Linked DNA regions of Mus musculus: regions 2 and 3 are each linked to region 1. Evidence: chromatin contacts called from public HiChIP or PLAC-seq and capture Hi-C data. All regions are on one chromosome and are shown on one strand. Each heading gives the region's core, a stretch centred on a gene start, on an enhancer-like site or on the middle of the called end of the contact. The rest is flanking DNA. Distances are from core to core; before and after follow the strand shown. Region 1 holds the start of Zfp791 (zinc finger protein 791). Region 2 holds the start of Mylk3 (myosin light chain kinase 3). Region 3 holds the start of Mast1 (microtubule associated serine/threonine kinase 1).

The links. HiChIP or PLAC-seq counts read pairs in DNA pulled down with a chosen protein or histone mark. Capture Hi-C pulls out chosen DNA fragments and counts their contacts.
Region 2: a capture Hi-C map of embryonic stem cells shows a contact between it and region 1, with 2.4 times the contacts expected there. The contact joins the promoter of Mylk3 here to the promoter of Zfp791 in region 1. A contact is called at or near these places in 2 of 39 promoter capture datasets (embryonic stem cells and stem cell-derived epiblast-like cells), 1 of 484 Hi-C or Micro-C datasets (nephron progenitors) and 2 of 9 other capture datasets (embryonic stem cells and pancreatic islet).
Region 3: an H3K4me3 HiChIP or PLAC-seq map of bone marrow-derived macrophages shows a contact between it and region 1, with 4 times the contacts expected there. The contact joins the promoter of Mast1 here to the promoter of Zfp791 in region 1. A contact is called at or near these places in 1 of 115 datasets of contacts at active chromatin or transcription factors (bone marrow-derived macrophages) and 2 of 9 other capture datasets (adipose tissue and liver).

The regions. Positions count from the first base shown.
Region 1 is chr8:85,117,844-85,122,153 of GRCm38.p6, forward strand. It overlaps Zfp791 (zinc finger protein 791), which reads right to left and starts at 1,848. Exons shown (of 4, transcript NM_001357366.1): 1 at 1,792-1,848. The coding sequence starts at 1,794.
Region 2 is chr8:85,362,747-85,367,056 of GRCm38.p6, forward strand. It overlaps Mylk3 (myosin light chain kinase 3), which reads right to left and starts at 2,578. Exons shown (of 13, transcript NM_175441.5): 1 at 1,943-2,578. The coding sequence starts at 2,428.
Region 3 is chr8:84,935,451-84,939,760 of GRCm38.p6, forward strand. It overlaps Mast1 (microtubule associated serine/threonine kinase 1), which reads right to left and starts at 1,903. Exons shown (of 26, transcript NM_019945.2): 1 at 1,745-1,903; 2 at 256-344. The coding sequence starts at 1,827.

The sequences.
Region 1 (4,310 bases), core at 598-3,097:
TTTAATCCAAGCACTTGGGAGGCAGAGGCAGGTGGATTTCTGAGTTTGAGTCCAGCCTGGTCTACAGAGTGAGTTCCAGGACAGCCAGGGCTACACAGAAAAACCCTGTCTTGAAAAAAGAGAGAAAAAGAAAAAGAAAGAAAAAAAAAGAAAAGAAGAGCAAAACCAAAAGTTGGGCATTGGGCTGGAGAAATGGCTTAGTGATTAAGAGCACTGACTGCTCTTCCAGAGGTCCTGAGTTCAATTCCCAGCACCCACATGGTGGCTCACATCCATCTGTAATGGGGACTGATGCCTCTTCTGGTGTGTCTGAAGACAGCAACAGTATACTCACATACATAAAACAATCTTAAAAAAAAAAAAAGTTGGGCATGGGGGGGGGGCACACGCCTCTAATCCCAGCACTTGAAAGGTAGAGGCAAGTAGATCTGAGTTCAAGGTCAGCCTGTACTACACAGTGAGTTTCAGAACAGCCAAGGTTATGTAGTAAGGCTGTGTGAGCCAGGTGTGGTAGCCCACACCTTTAATTCCAGCTCTAGGGAGGCAGGGGCAGGCGGAACTGTGAGTCTGGGTCAACCTGGCAGCCTGGTTTATTAAGAGTCCAGGACAGCCAGAAACCCTGTCTCAGAAAAAAACAAAAACAAAAACAAACTCACACACACACACACACACACACACACACACACACACACACACACACACACACACACACAGAGAGAGAGAGAGAGAGAGAGAGAGAGAGAGAGAGAGAGAGAGAGAGAGAGAGAGAGAGAGAGCGCCAGAGAGAGCGCACCCCTGCAGGTAAGAAGAAGGTATCAGAGGCCAGAAGGAGGTATCATATCCCCTGGAACTCTGGAGTTACTGGTTAGCTACTGGAACTGAACCCAAGACTTCTGTAAGGGCAGAGTGCTCTCAGCCTAGCCACTGAACCATCTCTCTAGCCTTTCTTTCTTGGAGACAGGGTCTCACATTGGCCTGGAATTTATTATGTAGCCTAAGGTAGAATCAAACTTGAAGTGATCTCTCTGCTTCGGCTTCCTGCCAGGATTATAGGCCTGGCGAGCCAGGGTTTTGCTTGCTCTCTCTCTCTCTCTCTCTCTCTCTCTCTCTCTCTCTCTCTCTCTCTTTCTCTCTCTCTGGACTTATTTTATTTCAGGTGCATGAATGCTGCATATATGTATTTGTACCACCTCTGTGCCTTGTGCCCAAGGTGGTCAGAAGTGTAGAGTCTCTTATATCTGGAGCTAAGGTTGGTTGCGAACCACCATATGGGTGCTGGGAACAGAAGCCCTTTCCTTGAGAGCCTCAAGTACTCTTAACCGCTGAGCCATCTCTTCAGCCCCAACGAGGGTTACAGTATCTAAACACTGCGCTTGTGAATGCACCACTTAGGCCACTCAGAGATCACTAAGTTCTGTTCTAAACCGGAGTGGGAAGAAGCTGAGGTTTAGAAATTAGCGAAGGCTGTGGAAATTTAGAGATTTACTTCTAGCCCTAGAAAGACTAGACTAGAGGGCAAGGCCTCAAGTCGGTGGCTGTGTCCAACACCTTCATAAGACCGAGTGGTACCAGTGACCCTGGGGCGAGCGGAGGCCCTGGCCGCACAAGCGTAGCTCTTCCAGTGCCCAAATCCGGTCACAGACCTGCAGGACTCGGGAGTCCCGCGCCCGAAACACCGCTCCTGCGCTCCTGCGGGGCTGGCCACTGCTCGGCCGGATAGAATCAACAGCCCTCCCCCTTTCTCCTTCCCTCCCCTATCCCCTTGGGTGGGTGGGGGGCAGCCGCACTCACCATGGCAGGCCTTCACCGATCAATGCTTCTCCTTGTCTCAAGGAAATCACACTTGTCTGTCACTTAGTCTGAACAGATTTATACAATGTCCCGCGCATGTGCATAACATGGCCACGCCCACTCCCCGCCTTAAGGGAGTCACCTTTCCTGATTGACCAGGTAGCCGAGGGCTTAAGCTGGGGCTTCTGCGTTTAAGTTGTTCTGGTGAGACCCGGACGTCTTTCTGCAGCCGCTTCTGAATAAGGGAATGCAAATATTCTCGGTTTCCAGATGGTGCGACATCTAGCGTTATCCGGAGTAGTTTATAGTGTTTACAAGAGGAAGAAAGCCTTCCAGGGATGGAGGCTATTCCTGAAATCATGGTTGTTTGCCATAGACACTTTGTTTTTTAAGGCAGGGTTTCTCTGCGTAGCCCTGACTGTCCTGAAACTCGCTCTGTAGACCAGGCTAGACTCTAACAGAAATTTATCTGTCTGCCCGTGCCTCCTGAGTGCAGGATTAAAGGCCATTGCCACTGCTTGGCCTGCAGACACTTTTTTTTTTTTAAAGATTTATTTATTTATTTATTTATTTATTTATTTATTTATTTATTTATTTATTTATTTATTTATTATGTGTAAGTACACTGTAGCTATCTTCAGACACTTCAGAAGAGGGCGTCAGATCTCATTACCGGTGGTTGTGAGCCACCATGTGGTTGCTGGGATTTGAACTCAGGACCTTTGGAAGAGCAGTTGGTGCTCTTAACCACTGAACCATCTCTCCAGCCCGACACTCTTTTAAAGGAACCCTGCAGCCGGGAACGGCAATGCACTTTGCAATCCCAGAGATTGGGAGCTGAAGCATGATCAGGAATTCAGGCATCTGTAATTTGTTCAAGGCCAGCCTGGGCTGCATGAGACCCTGTATAAAAATAAAGTGAACTTGAGGGTATAGTTCAGTGCTTAACCATTGTGAAACCATCCATCCCCACAAACAAACAAAAAAGTCTCCCTGGTACATATGGTCAGGATTTGCTTCATAGTTTCCCCATCTTCACAGATCCAGGTTTTAAAAAGGAACCCCCCTACTCTGGTCTGACATTTGAATTGGACAACCTCAGAATGAGTGTAGCTTTCTTTCTCTGTTTCTCTGCTATGTAACAAGGGCTGGTACTGTAGCTCAGGCTACCCTAGAACCCAGGACCCTTCTGCCTCAGGCTCCCTAGTATTGTAATTACAGATATTTGTTGTTTTTAACAAAATCTCAATTGTTTGATTTTACCAATGAAGACACAGAAGCCAGATGCCTGGATGAAAGCCTGCTGGCTCAGGGAGGCAGAGAAAGCACCCAGCTGATTTTCATCCTCAGCTGAAATCTCAGCTGAAACCTCTCTCACACCTTCAAAACATCCCAAAGGTCTCAGAAACCTTCAAACTCCAGTCCCCTTCTGCTGTCTTCAGATCAAGATGTTGAATAGAATTCTTGGATCCTCCAGTACCATGTCTGCCTGCACCCCATGCTGTGAATACCATGTTTCCCACCATGATGATAGTGGACTGAACCTCTAAGACTTTAGCCAACCCCAATTAATGTTTACCTTTAAAAGAGTTGCCTTGGGGCTGGAGAGATGGCTCAGCAGTTAAGAGCACCGACTGCTCTTCCAAAGGTCCTGAGTTCAAATCCCAGCAACCACATGGTGGCTCACAACCACCCGTAATGAGATCTGACGCCCTCTTCTGGAGTGTCTGAAGGCAGCTACAGTGTACTTACATATAATAAATAAATAAATAAATCTTAAAAAAAAAAAAGAGTTGCCTTGGATATGGTGTCTCTTCACAGCAATGGAACCCTAACTAGAACAGAAGTTGGTACCAGGTACGGGGGGTGGGGGGGGGATGTTGCTGTGACAGGCCTGATCATGTTCCAGTTAGGAGCTGTATCTGAGTTTTGTTCCTGGGTGGTGGGATTAAAGGCATGTACCACCACCACCTTGTTCACAGTAATTCTAGAATTTAGAAAACAACTAATTTACAGAGATCCACATGTCTCTGGGGGGGGGGATTAAAGTCATGGGCATCAGCCTGCTGAAAGATATTTTTATATTAGCTACAAATCACTCCAACTCTTGGAGATTTAGAAAACAAGTTTGAACTGTAGTTGTTGTGTTTATAAAAAGATAAAGGGGGGTATGTTCTATGGAGGTGTGGTGAGGTATGGGTGAAGGGGGTGCCTCAGTGGGCCCATGCCAAGGCATCCCTTCTCCCCTGAGGGACCAGCCACACGACATAGTATAGAATAGATAGAATAGAGTTTATTCAGGGCATGGGGAGGGGAGTTAAGAGGGCAGTAGAGGCAGAGAGGGAAGGGAAGGGAAGGGAAGGGAAGGGAAGGGAAGGGAAGGGAAGGGAAGGGAAGGGAAGGGAAGGGAAGGGAAGGGAAGGGAAGGGAAGGGAAGGGAAGGGAAGGGAAGGGAAGGGAAGGGAAGGGAAGGGAAGGGAAGGGAAGGGAAGGGAAGGGAAGGGAAGGAAGTAGAGGTC
Region 2 (4,310 bases), core at 1,328-3,827, 250 kb after region 1:
ATCTTTACCTACTGAGCCATCTTGCCAGCCCAGTTTTGCTCTTTAATAACACGGACCGCACATAACCCAGCATCCAGCACATAAAAAAATCTATGCTAGCTGTTATAATCCTCACGTCATCAGTGTGACCCAGACCTGTGCAGCAGACAGCACGCCTCTTCCTTCCTCTGCAGGATCTATCCTGCTACTCCTGTTTTGGAAACTAGAGGCTTTTCCACAGACTTCTCCATCAGTAGAGGCCAACTTGTACAGGCTGTCCTGAGGCAGACCCTGTTGGCTCAATCTGTCCTTTTCCTCCTTTTCTTCTGTACAGGATGGTTTCTGTGCCCATCCATTTATGAGGGCTGATGTCCTAAAGCCTGGCTGTGTTGGGCCCACCTGCAATTGAGCCCAAAGATGAAGGCAGCTGGCTTCTTATGGTAATCTAATTCATTATTACAACCAAATTAAGGTTAGTGAGCACTTTAGAAGATGAGGCAGGTGGTAGGTGGTATTCTGGGACTATAGTTCAAAGGCAGGCCACCTGTGTTGTATACGTGAAGCCCTGCGTTCAGTCCCCAGCATCACTACCATAATATAATATAAGAAAGTAACCAAGCCCTGACATGGTTTCCAGACTTAACAATGTCAGGGTGTAGTTCAGTTCTACATATTACTACACTCCTACTCTCTTACGAGACAAATAGGGGGTCTCTAGATGTCTCTGGAGTCTAGATTTGGGCAGTAAGAATATGTTAAAGACCCGTGGCTGAGCCTCAGTTCACAGAGTTCTCTGAACTGCACGTTCATCCTTGACAAGTTAAAAACTTCATGTCATGATCCAGTTAAAATCTGACATTCTAACTGAAAGATAGAACGCAAACCAGCAGGCAGTCACTGATAATGAGAGTTAAACAAAAAGACCAGGGAGAGACAGCGGGGCAATGCAGACAGGCATTGTACTGACCACCAGCACTGACCGTCACCTCATGTATACACCATGGCAAACATGAAAAGACATGACTATGACTTCCCCTGTTCTCAAATGCTTATATAGTTACAGAGTGCAGTTAATTCTATTATTCTATAAATACCTTTTATAAATAAAAAAAGGGAAAGGTGTAAAACAAAATAGGAAAGTTCATGAACAGGCAGTTCACTGAAAATGTAAAAGGTTTTAAACCATATTCCATCCGTTAGTAGTCTGTCACCTTCTGTTCTTACATGAAAGTAGTTACTAAAGGCTGCTGTCTGCAGTACTAGGAAACCGAGAGCACCGTGCCCAGCCTCCCGTGAAGAGCAGGTCATGTAAAAACTATAAGGAAATGTGCTTTTGCTTTGTGCTTAGTTTCTGTTTTAAGGAAACAGGGGTTGGAACTAATGATCCAGGATTCATAAAATTTATGTAAATTATTTATAAAAGAAATTATTAACAATGTTCAAAGCCTTGAGGATGTAGCTTTAGTAACTACAAGACTGGGTTCAGGCTCTCTAGTCGGGAGAAGGAAAAAATGAAAAGGGAAATAGAGGAAAGAAGTTAGAATGATGTGAATCCTCAGACAAAGAGAGAGAGCACTTGACCCGACAGCTCTACAAGTCATTAAATCAGCACCGCTCCCCATTCCCTCTTTCTCCTCTCCTTCCTCTCCCTGAGCTCAGACCTCAGCACTCTCACAGCTAGTTTGTCCCTCATGTCTCGGTCGGTTGCCTGGAGTTGCCCAAGGATCCATTCTGACTGGATCACCACCTCATTCTTTTTGTTTTTGAAGAGAGTGGGGATCACTGGACTATGTGGAAATCCATCTATGGTCTTTAAATTTCCACCTTTCATTTCCTCTACAACAAGACACAGAATACACAAGGAAACACTGTCTCCAGCTCTCCTAAGAACCATTTCCTGTCCCAGTTCCCCATCAGGGTCTCCGGAAACCACTCCAGCCAGGTCAGGGAATCCAGAACCAACCTCCTCCGGGCCATCGGCCAGACTGCCTTTTCTCCCGGGCACGGTTCCTTGCATGATGAAATCAGCCACCTTGGAATTCTGGAATGTGGACCCTACCAAAGTAATAGCCCTGTCCACAGCCACCACCATCTTGAAGAGGGCTTCGAGCCTGGCACCATGCTGGGCACCCTCCTGCCGCACAGCCCTCACCAGCTCCAGGACCTCAGGCCATGCGGCCTGAGCCGTGGTTGGGGGAGTGCTGCCAGACCCTGCCAGACTCAACTCCCGGGAGGCCTCCAGCCGATGCAGATCTTGTTCCAGGTGATCCATGCCTTGGCACACACACTGCAGCTTCTCTGTGACATCTTCTTGGAAATGCAAGAGTCTGTCGACCTTCTCAGTCAGCACATTAAGTTTTTTGTCCATGGTGGCTAAGCAGGCTCCGCCCAATGCTGGCAGACCCTGGGGGGCCAGACCCTCTGGGTCCTCCTCTGAAACTCCTGACATCCCAATTCGGGTTTGCTAAGGACAAAGGCAAGGAACCTGCAGCACCACGGATCTGCGGATCTGCCTTTCACTTTGGTGCTAACATCTGGAAGGCCATTGTCCTCCGCTGGTAAGAGCCTTGCTGCAGAGCCTCAGCCTGCCCTCCTGACTGAGCTGTTTGGGGGAACGGAGAGGGCCAAGTTCTCTGTGTTTCTGCCTTGTCTATCTCGCACTCAGCCACTGAGAGAGTGACAGGCTGAGTTTGGCCCAGGCCCTTCTCCTGGGGCCTCTTTGACATCATGGTAACAATTAACATTCCTCTTTAAGAGGCTGCTGACTGCAGATATTTTAAGAGTCTGCCCAGAGAAGGCTGGGGCTCATATAGTTCTTGCTAAAGAATGGAAGAAAAATGTCTTTTAACATGCAAACAGGGAAGGGGAATCCATGAGACCCAACCCTTAAACAAAGAACTGGAGACAACCAAGGAAAGCTGAGAATTAGTCTTCCCCAGGGATGAGCCCTAATTGGTTATCCCATACCAAGTGGTCGGCCCTGAAATAATATGCATACAACTAACGCTAAATAAACCAGTAAATTGTATTTATAGATTTATGTGTTTTTATACATATAATAATAACAATAAAGAAAACGAATTTGAGAGGAACTGAGAGGGATTGGATGGAGGAAAAAGAAAAGGGAAATTATATAATTGCAATTTAATTTAAAAGAAAAATAACAGGGTGCTGTTGGTGCACGCCTTTAATCCTAGCAATTGAGAGGTAGAGGCAGGCTGATTTCTGGGAGTTAGAGGCTAGCCTGGTCTAACAGAGAGAATTTCAGGACAGCCAGGGCTATACAGAGAAACCCTGTTTTGAAAACAAACAAACAAAATAGAATAGAATAAAATGCAGAAAAACATGTCCTCATTTACATACAAATTCACTTTGATCTCTAAAAAAGGATAAAAGTATGCATACTAACAAACTGTCTTAAAGTAAACTCCTCTGTGATTTATTATCCCTACGGGAGCATCTCCTCAGCTAGACTATGCAAAGGGGTTTTCAGAACTCCAGGCGCTGAGGAGACGGAATCCCACAGCCACACACACATTTAATTCCCAACACAAGGCAAGACGAAGGCAGAGTAACCTATGAAGCCCCGCCATCGAGCTCGGCCTTTAACCATCATGAAATGTTAATGTGTCTGCAAACTAAAAATGAGCTTTCTGTTGCTGTTCCCTGTTTGGATGGTCCATGATACGTGGATTTGGACTGCCTGTGGGGAAAGTCTACAGCTCATGCCTCTAGCAAACATGCTCGTGGGACCCCTACCTAAACACAGATCTGAGAAACAACAATCTAGCGTACTCACGAAATGCAACCCCACAAGTCATGTTCCTTTAAAAAAAAATACCCTCTGCCGACATATACCAGCGACCTCCTGGCTCCCTGTAATGATGATAATGAACAAATCAGACAACAGTGTCTCAGGTTCCAAGCTCTCTAGTGTCACAGAGAACAAGGAGGCCTGTGTTTCTGTGCTTTTCAAACACTTCAAAAATACTGTGCTTGAGTCAGACTCTTACAGAAGCATCAGCACCTGAGGTGGACACATTCAGGTCACAGCTGGTATGGGACACAAAAGTGCCAAGGATGTCCCAGGCCAGTATGACAACTTTCATGCAGTCCCTTGAAGGAAATAGCAGGGCCTGAGAGGAAAACATGCCCAGGCTACACAGGCACATGGTCCCGAGGGTGGTTTTGCCACATACAGGAAGGCACCAAGGGAAGGGGGCTTTGGTGTCCCCCCAGATTCCCTTTACTGAACACAATCAGTTTTGATAAACTGACCTGGAAATCTGAGACCCATAGGCACCATCAAGCCATTTTGCTATTTTAAGTCA
Region 3 (4,310 bases), core at 653-3,152, 180 kb before region 1:
ATTTTTTTTGAGAAGGATCTCGAGTCACTGAACTCACCTTGGTGCCCGTTTGGCCTCCTCTAAGAGGGCTCCGACTTTCAGCTACGGTTCCTCCTTTCTGCCTCTACCCTTGTTCAATCAGCATCCTCTAAACTGAGTGCACCCCCACCATCAATCCAGAGTGGCCATGCCCATACAGAAATGGCCACGCCCCTGCTGTGGCCCCGCCTCCCATGGTCTACATCCACACTGACCCCAGCTGCATCCTTATCTCACCTAAGTGGCCCGGCAGCGGGGAGTGGGGTCGCGGTAGAGTCGGAGAAGTGCTTGTCAGGATGAGGCTTTTCCGGTTGCTGGTACGGCAACTGCCAGGGAAGGAGAGCGGGTGTCAACAGAGACCCCAGAGCTTTGAGTGTGAGCCTATGCGGCCACTCTTCCATTTCAGGTCCTCAATTCTCTTCCAAGCAGCAGCCAGTATGTGCTACATCGAGGGTAGAGTGTGACTCCTGTGCAGCTCTGTGAGGTTTGTGTCAGCTATAGCCTGATAGTCAACGGTGATACCACTGGTGACCCTGAATGTCTGTGTCCTTGAGTCTGCCCATAGCATTCACATGCGGCATCCACTGTATGAGATCTACACTGAATGACACTAGTGTGTCATGTATGTTCTCTGTGTGATGGTACATCCTTCTGTGTGGGTGATGCAGTGGGAAACACAGCTTGTTCATGACTGTGTAACTCCAGCATGGTGCATGAAGGCAGAAAGCTGCAGATGTGCCGATGTCAGTTGGGGTTATCAGCATGAGAGATGCTGGCTGTGTGTGTTCAACATCTACTGTGTGTGGATTTAACACCCTGTGACAACGGGTGCATCCAAGCATGCAGCCATGTACCACACGGGTATCTGCTATGTGATTGTGTGTCCCTGCTTTTGCAGGAGTCCCTATGTCTGTTTATCTTGGTGTCAATGTGACACAGATGCTGTGATGTTGTTAGGCGTATGGTTGTCTCATTCTGAAATTGGATCTATGTATCTTGGATGGGAACGTTGTTTTGGTGGGTAGTCATGCGTGTGACATTTTACTAGGAGAACACGATGTGTGTGTGCGCGTGTGTGTCTGTGTGTGACACGGGAGGTGACCCTATTTGTGCATGGCTTTGACCTGTGGCTGAGTATATGCGGTGCCTCCCAGTGTATGGGAGTCACTAGGGTTGTATGTGTGTGGTCATGTTCTGTGTGACGCTGTGTCACTATTTTCAGTGTGAGGATGTGTTCGAGTTGGGAGGCTTCTTGCAGTGATAAAGACCCCCCCTTCCTCTGCCTAGCAGCTGGGTAAGAAGAGCCCCCACTCGCTCTAGCCCCCTCGCTCTCAGCCGCAGTGACTGAGCATATTAGCTTGTCCAAGAGCACGCAGATGGGGGCGGGGGGGAACCAAGCTGCGGCTATTGTTCTGAGGGTGCCAAGGCCCCCCTCCCCGCATTCCCCTACCCCCACCAGGCCGCCTGAGCCCACAGCGTCTGCAAACAAAGGCGCTGCAACCCCCCGCAGGCACGACCCCTTTCCCCATCTCAGGCCTTTTCAGTCTCCCCCCGCAGCACGCCCCGCACTGTCCGCGTTTAACCCCATCCCCTGCGGGAGGGCACAGCGCGGACACCTCTGGCGCAGCTGGACAGCTAGCAGCATCCCGGCCCCGCCCTGCCGCAGCAGCCGGCAGGGTGGCTTCACCCGGAGGTCCCGGACAGGGTCTAGGGGTTGGGGGTCTACCTCTTGGTGCGGCGAAACATGCTGCCGCCGGGGAAGGAGGGCATCGAGAAATTGGAAAGCGCGGTCCAGAGAGAGTCAGACATGACCCGGCGGCGGCGACATGGTGGCAGGTGCGGCGGCAGCAGCAGCAGAGGCAGCGGCAGCGGCAGCGCGGGGAGCGAGTGTGCTGGGCGGAGGCTGGAGCCGCAGCAGCGGCCAGGGGAAGGCGGGGGAGGGGAGGGCCCTGTTGCTGCAGCCAGTCGCGAGGGGGCGCTGCGGGGTGTCGCCGCGCGAGGCCCCGCCCGTGTGCACGCCTGATGCCCTACCTGGGGGCCTCATCCCAATGCACCTCTCCCCCAAGGCTCACCTGCTGCTTTTCCGGGGCAGGGGTAAATCCTTCTGGAAGAAAAGGGGGTAAAAAAGATGAAGGTCAGCGTGGACAGTGGCCACTGCCCACGATGCCTCTCCGTTCACCTGAGCTTCATCAGCATCACCATGTCACCCTTGCCTTCCTGATTCCTCTCCCGATTCCCAGTAACCAAAACAGGCTCAATTACACAAGAAATAGACCCAACTGGGCATCTAAAAACAAGTTCATGCAAATAAAGTTTTACTTGGCTTTTTTTTTTTTTTTTTTTTTTTTTTTTGGTTTTTCGAGGCAGGGTTTCTCTGTCTAGCTCTGGCTGTCTTGGAACTCACTTTGTAGACCAGACTGGCCTTCTTGAACTCAGAAATCCGCCTGCCTCTGCCTCACAAGTGCTGGGATTAAAGGCGTGCGCCACCACCGCCCTACTTACTTGGCTTTTTGACAAGACAGAATCTCATATATCTCAGGATGGCTTGGAGCTCATTACGTCACACATGCTGCCCTCCAACTGAGATAGTGCTGCCTCACCTTCCAAATGTTCAGATCACAACTGTGAGCCTCCACGACAGTGTTTGTAAAACATTGTCCTTTGTTCCGGACAGGGTCTCAGGAAGTCCAGGCTGGCTTTGAACTTGCTGAGTAGCTGAGGGGTAACCTTGATCATCTGATTCTGCCTACAGGTTCTCTGCACTGATGTCACAGGCATGTTCCACCCTCCACCACACCCTGTTTATCAGCCAAGCTTTTGTGCAGTGCGCTCTCCCAATTGAACTATACCCTAAACCGAAAAATTCTCTCTCTCTCTCTCTCTCTCTCTCTCTCTCTCTCTCTCTCTCTCTTTCTTTGTTTTGTTTTTTGAGACAAGTTTTCTCTGTGTAACCCTGGCTGTTCTGGAACTCACTCTGTAGACCAGTCTGGCCTTGAACTCAGAAATTCACCTGCCTCTGCCTCCCAAGTGCTGGGATTAAAGGCGTGTGACACCACTGCCTGGCTTGAGGATCTAGTGACCAAGAAGCTTGGTGACTTGAGGTATATTCCTAAGACCCACATTGTGTAAGGCAAGCAACATTCCAAGAGAAAGCTACTTACTTCCACACTCATGCTGACACACACATGCATGCGAACACATGGACACACACATACTGAGAGAGGGGGAGAGAGAGAGAGAAGAAATTTTGAAAGAAAGCAGGGTTGGAGATATAGCTCAGCGGTTAGGGGCACTAGCTGCTCTTACAGGGGTCCTGTGTTTAATTCCCAGCTCATCTCCGCTCACAACCATCTGTAATTGGATCTGACTCCTTCTTCTCATGTGTATGAAGACAGAGTGCTCATATACATAAAATACATGAATAATCAATCTTTAAAAACCAGGAAGGGGCAGCCATGGGAGGATCTGTGGAGAGAGCATGTGGGAAATTCAAGGATAGAGGCTTGTAGATAAGATGGAACTTGTCCAAAAAACCTAACTAAACAAAAAAGCAACAAAACCAAAACCAAAACCAAACAAAACAAAAAACCCAAAAACTTAAGGCCAGGCGTGGTGATGCATGCCTTTAATCACAGCAATTGGAGGCAGAGGCAGGCAGATTTCTGAGTTTGAGGCCAGCCTGGTCTACAAAGTGAGTTCCAGGACATCCAGGGTTACACAGAGAAACCCTTTCTCAAAAAACAAACAAAGAAAAGAAAAGAAAAGAAAGGAAAAGAAAAGAAAAGAAATATGCCTGTCTCTGTCTCCCAAGTGCTGGGATTAAAGGCATGCGCCACCACTGCCCTGCCCGACTTTAAATTTTTTAAAAATTTATTTTGTGTGCATTAGTGTTTTGTCTATATTCATGTCTATGTAAGGGTGTCAGATGCCCTGGAACCCTAGTCACAGACAACCATGAACCACTTTGTGGGTGCTGGGAATTGAACCCAGATCCTCTCGAAGAGTAGTCAGTGCCCGTAATCACTAAGCTATCACTCCAGCCCTGCCAAAAGCTTTTTTAATAATAAAAAAAAAATGTTGGCTGAATGTGATGGCATATGCCTTTAATCTCAGCAGTCTGGCCGCAGAAGCAGTAGAATCTCTAAGTTCTAGGATAGGCCAGCCTGGGCTACAAATGGAGTGCCAGGGCAGTCAGGGCTATTCAGAGAAACCCTGTCTTACATTAAAAAAACAAAACCAAAAACCACAAACAAAACAAAAAAAAAGCAATGAAAAAAGAAAAATACAGGGCT